2 separate regions of the Mus musculus genome follow, and region 1 is linked to region 2. A link is a contact called in public Micro-C data. All regions are on one chromosome and are shown on one strand. Each heading gives the region's core, a stretch centred on a gene start, on an enhancer-like site or on the middle of the called end of the contact. The rest is flanking DNA. Distances are from core to core; before and after follow the strand shown. Region 1 overlaps Myo1d (myosin ID). Region 2 holds the start of Psmd11 (proteasome (prosome, macropain) 26S subunit, non-ATPase, 11).

What was found. Hi-C and Micro-C count contacts between places; a contact is called where the count stands out from the background.
Region 1: a Micro-C map of the HL-1 cell line shows a contact between it and region 2, with 3 times the contacts expected there. The contact joins the enhancer-like site here to the promoter of Psmd11 in region 2. A contact is called at or near these places in 4 of 39 promoter capture datasets (the C10 cell line, the SN4741 cell line, macrophages and 1 more), 1 of 15 datasets of contacts at CTCF or cohesin (large pre-B cells), 5 of 484 Hi-C or Micro-C datasets (CD4 T cells, CD8 T cells, the HL-1 cell line and 2 more), 2 of 115 datasets of contacts at active chromatin or transcription factors (embryonic basal ganglia and memory CD8 T cells) and 4 of 9 other capture datasets (adipose tissue, liver, macrophages and 1 more).

What each region holds. Positions count from the first base shown.
Region 1 is chr11:80,563,864-80,566,563 of GRCm38.p6, forward strand. The region is part of intron 20 of Myo1d (myosin ID); the gene reads right to left. Among named protein-coding and RNA genes, the nearest start is that of Gm38907, 54 kb to the right of the region's middle. Within about 2 kb of position 1,433, at least 34 of the 459 cell types and tissues checked have an H3K27ac peak or open chromatin away from gene starts, as enhancers often do. A contact at or near this core is called in the HL-1 cell line, where this site is marked.
Region 2 is chr11:80,427,062-80,429,892 of GRCm38.p6, forward strand. It overlaps Psmd11 (proteasome (prosome, macropain) 26S subunit, non-ATPase, 11), which reads left to right and starts at 1,554. Exons shown (of 14, transcript NM_178616.3): 1 at 1,554-1,694. The coding sequence starts at 1,604.

The DNA of each region.
Region 1 (2,700 bases), core at 183-2,682, 140 kb after region 2:
ATAAAACCACAAACAAACAAATAAATGCAAGCCTGGGAATGTAGTTTGGTGGGAGAGTGCTTGCTTAGCATATGTAAGGCCATGTGTCCAATCTTTAGTACAGAAAAATAAGCACATGCATGGGAAAGCTAATTTAATACATTTATATTAATTGTTTGAGAATTTATAAAACATATTTTAATCATCTTTACCCTCACTTCTCTTCTGATTGCTCTACTCTTCGCTGCTTCAGCTCCTCTTTCTTTTTGTAAAAGTTATCCACTGAGTCCAATTTGTGCTGACCATATACTCGTAGGTGTGGGGCCATCCACTGCACAGCATCAACCTACCAGGCGACACACCCTTAAGACTGTCTCTCCTTCCCCTAGGAGCTGTCAGAATCTGTAAATCACTCTTCAGTTAGGGTGGGGGTTCACAGTGCTCCTCCCTCCGGGCTAGAATGCTGACCACAGCTGTGTAAGTTCCGGAGTACAGCAGTCCTCTCTCATCTAGGAGACGCGGCTTTGCTCGGGTCCTCCTTGACCTCTGGGTCTTACAGTCTTTCTGCTTCCTCTTCTATAGTGTTCCCAGCCCTGGCAGGGGGTGATGTCCCACCTGTGGCTGAGCACACCACCAACTGGTATTCTCTGCATTTTCATTGGTTCTGAGTTTCTTGCTAACTACTACTGCACAAGGAAACTTATCAGATGAGTTCTGAGAGCTACGCTAATCTACAACAAATTCTAATTTTTAAAGGTGATTATGCTGGTGAACTTAAAAAGAGGCTATTTAAATTCTTAGAGCAACAGAATGTAGCTTCTCCTTTCCCCCATGATTACCTTTGGCCTTGGTGTGCCATGCAGTGGCTGAGCACTTGGCTTGCACTCTTGGGTCCCTGGGTTCAAACCCTCGCAACCACCAAAAGTGCATGAAGGTAGTTTGAAATTTAAGCTTGTTGGTTGCTGTAGCAGGTAGGGGTCATAGTCTGCTGAGGGTCACTGTAACTGTCATTTTCCTTGTCTGTTTTCCTTCACATTCCCCTTTCTGTTGTGTCCTTACACCTCAACCTGATTGTACCCCCATGTGCATGTCAGACAAAACCGTGCGTCCTAGAAATAACAGCTATAAAATGCAGAATTTTAAAAATGAGCTCCAAGAAGCCACAGATGTTTGGAGCATGTGACTCATAGGCAAAGGCTCAGTGCTTTATGACAAGAGACTAAACAATATGATAGGCTGGGTCATAGTAACAAATTCTCCCCTCAGGGACCACAGAGAACTTCCTGGGAGGAGACCACTGTGTCTCGATTCCCTTTGTGGGGGGGGTCGGGGAAGTGATTTACTCTGTGGTTCTCTCAGCGGAAGACCTCTTCTCTCAGCTGGCTCCAGCCCTCTCAGCACATATCCTAGAAGACCACAGTAACTTGGGCACGTCTGCCCTCCAGAGAGATGTAGGTGTGGCTGAAGTCCAAGTGGCCATGGAATTTCTCCAGGTCCTGCTTGTCTTCTGAAATATACACTGTCTCCTGAATTTCCCATTCTCTACTTCATTTCTTCAGCTTGACTACAGGGCCATAATAATTATGCTCTTTTGATCTCAGCAAATTGATTTGGCTCCTTCTCAATGGAGAACGCTCTGTTCATTCTGTCTTCCCATCGACACTTGGAAGCCAGTTGGGCTGCCTCTTCACAGGGTTCCGTGTAATCTCCCTCTCCCCCAACCCCCACTCTTTCCTCCTTTTCTCCTCCCTCTCTGCCCTCTTGCTCCAGCCTTCTTGTCTCAATAAGATTTAAACCCCAAATCTTACTGGTACTGCTTCATCAGGGACATATCACTGCTTAGGATAAGTGAGAGTTTATCTTCTTGTAAACAACTAAATGCTTGTGCCCCAAGCTGACTGTCCCCTAGGTTACCATGTTGAGAGGATGCCAAGTCTTACAGAGCACAGACATTCTGGGTCAGCAGTATTGGTACTGGGCCAGACAAACTCTAGGGCTTCAGTGTTTCACACCCATTGTTTATCCTAGTCTTTTTGCTATTGTAATAGCATGATATCACAGCATCACAGGCAAGGCAAATGATGAGGAAGCAAGGTTTACTGTGGCATACAACTCTGGTACATCGTTTAGGGGAAGATGTAGAAACATCCTTCTTGCTAATATCTTGTAGAGTACGTGTGAATTCTTAGGTCTTTCTTCCAACACAGCCATCAGTTTTCAACAAGGGCTCTATTCTGAAGACCTTATCCGGTGATAATCGCCTCCTAAAGGCCCCACCTCCAGCCACATACTTTGATTAAGTTTCCAGCCTTGTAGATAGTCACCACCGGGATCCAGTTCCCATGTGGGTCTCACAGGAGCCAAATGGGTCTCAGTGCACAGAAGTTGCTGAGAAGCAGCCTTAGCATTTCCCAGCTGATGCCCAAGGCACCACGCAGCAGAGGTGAACGGGCCGCACTGACCCTTCCAAACTCAGCCCACAGAATCTGTGAGCATGATAAGATGGTGATTTAATTATTTATTTCTCCTGGGTCTGGGTTGCTTTGTTACTTAGCAACAGTCACTGGAATAAAAATCTGGAGAGAAGAGGGGATGCCACTGTAACAGCCTTAACACAGTTGGCATAGGCTTCGGGATGTGAGTAGGAGGTGGAAGAGAAGCCTCCTGGGGGACTCAGGGATGAGTTTCTAGGAGGTGTGAAGTGAAGGCAGCTAGGAAGGG
Region 2 (2,831 bases), core at 304-2,803:
AGACTGGTTGTGGTGGCACACGCCTTTAATCCCAGCACTTGGGAGGCAGAGGCAGGCGGATTTCTGAGTTCGAGGCCAGCCTGATCTACAAAGTGAGTTCCAGGACAGCCAGGGCTATACAGAGAAACCCTGTCTCAAAAAACCAAAAAAAAAAAAAAAAAAAAAAAGAGACAGAAGCTGGAAGTGCCTTTAATTCTAGCACCTGGGAGAGGAGAAGGGAAGAGGGCACAGATAAGGGTGCTTGCTGCCAAACATGAGTCCCTGAGTTCAATCTCTGGGCTGGCCATGATTGTGAGTACTGACTTCTGCAAGAGTTCCCTTCTCCATGTGCATGCCATGGCATGTGAGTTCCCACAGACAGACAGACATAGAAGTAAAAACTTAAAAACTACAACAACAAATGAATTCAGTATAGTCTCATTAGCTCTCCATCAGATTGAGAAAGAAGGAATGACTTCTTGGGTGAGTGTGTGTGTGTGTGTGTGTGGGGGGGGGGGGATGATCACAGCATTACACCGAAGTTCATGGAATTTCAGAGTTGGGAGAATTTGGAAGCCAGTTTAGTTCACGTGACACAACAAAGTCAGGACTTCTGTTACCAGCATGGTGGGATATTACCCAGATTTCATTAGAAAATGCAAAGGGTGGGAATGTCTTTCCTACCAGGTCTCAGTTCTGTCAGTCACTTTATTCCCTTCAGTTTCCTTAGGTATTAATTAAATATTTTTTCAAAGACTCTTGTTGAGTATTGTTGGACAAATGAAAGGAGACAGGTATAGAGATTGATTAGTCCAGTCATAGAGGAGTATAATGTTGGTTCTACTTAGTTTTTTATACAGCACAGCTATTTAATTTCCAGATTGTCATCAACTTAGAAGGTCTCCCTCTGTATAGGTTTAGCAACATCTTTAGGTTGATCCTTAGTGATAAGAAACATGCTTTTTTCCCCTTTCCCTTGATATCTTCACAGATATCCTATTACAGTTGAAGGAATTGGAGATACGGGAGGAAAATTTTGTTCTATTGTTGAGCTGGAAAGCTGGTATGAGTCAAATGTGAATCTCAAGAACTATTTAGATTGAATGATTGGGTCAAAGATGACTTTCAATCCACAATGTGAAGCTCTGTCCGATGATGGAATGGCTATTTGTGAAAGACAGTGTTCTTTTACATTGGCGATTTCTTCCGTCCTGGAAGGGAGTGTGTGTATGTGTCCTCCCTGCAAAACATCTGAATGAATCTGAACGGTGCTATTCCTGCCACATAATAGGCAATTTGAAAGATCATCTATCGCTATGAGTGACTGGTTACACGGGGATACTATACAAACAGCCAAGCAGCTTTCCTTGAGTACTCAGCCTCTTTTGGAGTGGTGGGGATTAATTTCGGTTTGTCTCTTCAGATGGCCGCGAGATGGCGATGGGGGAGCTCGTTTGTCGCTTGCGGGACGCTCCTGGGCCACCCACGGGGCAGAGAGACTACAACTCCCGGGGTGCTCGGAGAAGGGAGGCGGGGTCTTCTGGTAGGAACGCGAGGGCGGGTCTTCCGGGTGTGTGTTTCCGGCGTCGGCGGCCGCGGCCGGGGACGGTGTGAGAGCGGTAAGATGGCGGCCGCAGCGGTGGTGGAGTTCCAGAGAGCCCAGTCTCTACTCAGCACCGACCGGGAGGCCTCCATCGACATCCTCCACTCCATCGGTAAAGGGCCTGGCGCCGTCCCCGCGGCTCCGCCGTCCCGGCGCGGCCTGTGTGGGTCGGAGGCGGCGGAGAGGGGCCGGGCTAGCCGGCTATGGTGCTGCTGACTCACTGTGTGTGAGGGGGGCCGGGCTGGGGGCGCAGGCCGCTCGGGGACCCCAGGAGCCCCATGGCTTCCAATCGGGCGGGAAGCCCCTAGGCAGCCGGCCCGTCCACCTGCTGCCTGCTGACTCACGGTGGGCGCAGCGCAGCGCAGCGTGGCGAGCGGGCCGGGCCAGGTTCGCTACCCCTCAAGGGTCCCCGATTGTGGCCCGCGCGAGCTGGCCGGGGGCTGAGAGTGGCGGCCCGGGACAGACGGGTCGGAGAGTGTGTTGTTGAGAGGTCCGGGCGACTGCCGCGCAGGACTGACATTTCCCGCCGTTGTTATCAGCACAGGTTGCTCCGGGTGGGAGCGCGAGCGCTTCTCTTGGAGTTTTCTTCCGGGACGCTGGGAGCTGTCGCTTACAGCCAGCCCTCAGCCGCAGCCGCCGGCAGCAGAGGGCCACTTTCTGGGTGTGGGAAGTTGAGGGGTGCCACACGCTTAAGATTGGTATTTGACCGGTGTAGCTTGTGAGCTGAAGTGTCGTCCGAGTGGGACCGCCGGGACAGAGGAGGTGACTCATTTTTCCCAGTAGGGGTTGAAGTTTAGTTCTGAGTTCTGAGAGGCTGTCGTTCAGGGAACTTTTTGGGACCGGCGGGCCGCACATTGCTGGAGAAAAAGAAAAATTTTAATACCATAGCGTGATTGTCTTAAACCGTAGGGCAACAGGAAAGTTGAAGTAGGAACCTCCAGCCGGTCGCTTTCTACTGGGATTCAGGTGTAAATAGAAATAAGTGGTTGATGGCAGAGAAGGCCTTTTAATATTCATTCCTTAAGGGTTCAGTTAGAGAATGAGCTTCCTCCTGTGGTAATGTGAGGTTTTTTTTTTTTTTTTTTTTTTTGGTTTTTTGAGACAGATTTTCTCCATGTAGCCCTGGCTGTCCTGAAACTTACTTTGTAGACCAGGCTGGCCTTGAACTCAGAAATCCGCCTGTCTCTGCCTCCCAAGTGCTGGCGTTAAAGGCGTGTGCCACTATGCCCGCCCGGCGTGAGCTTTCAAA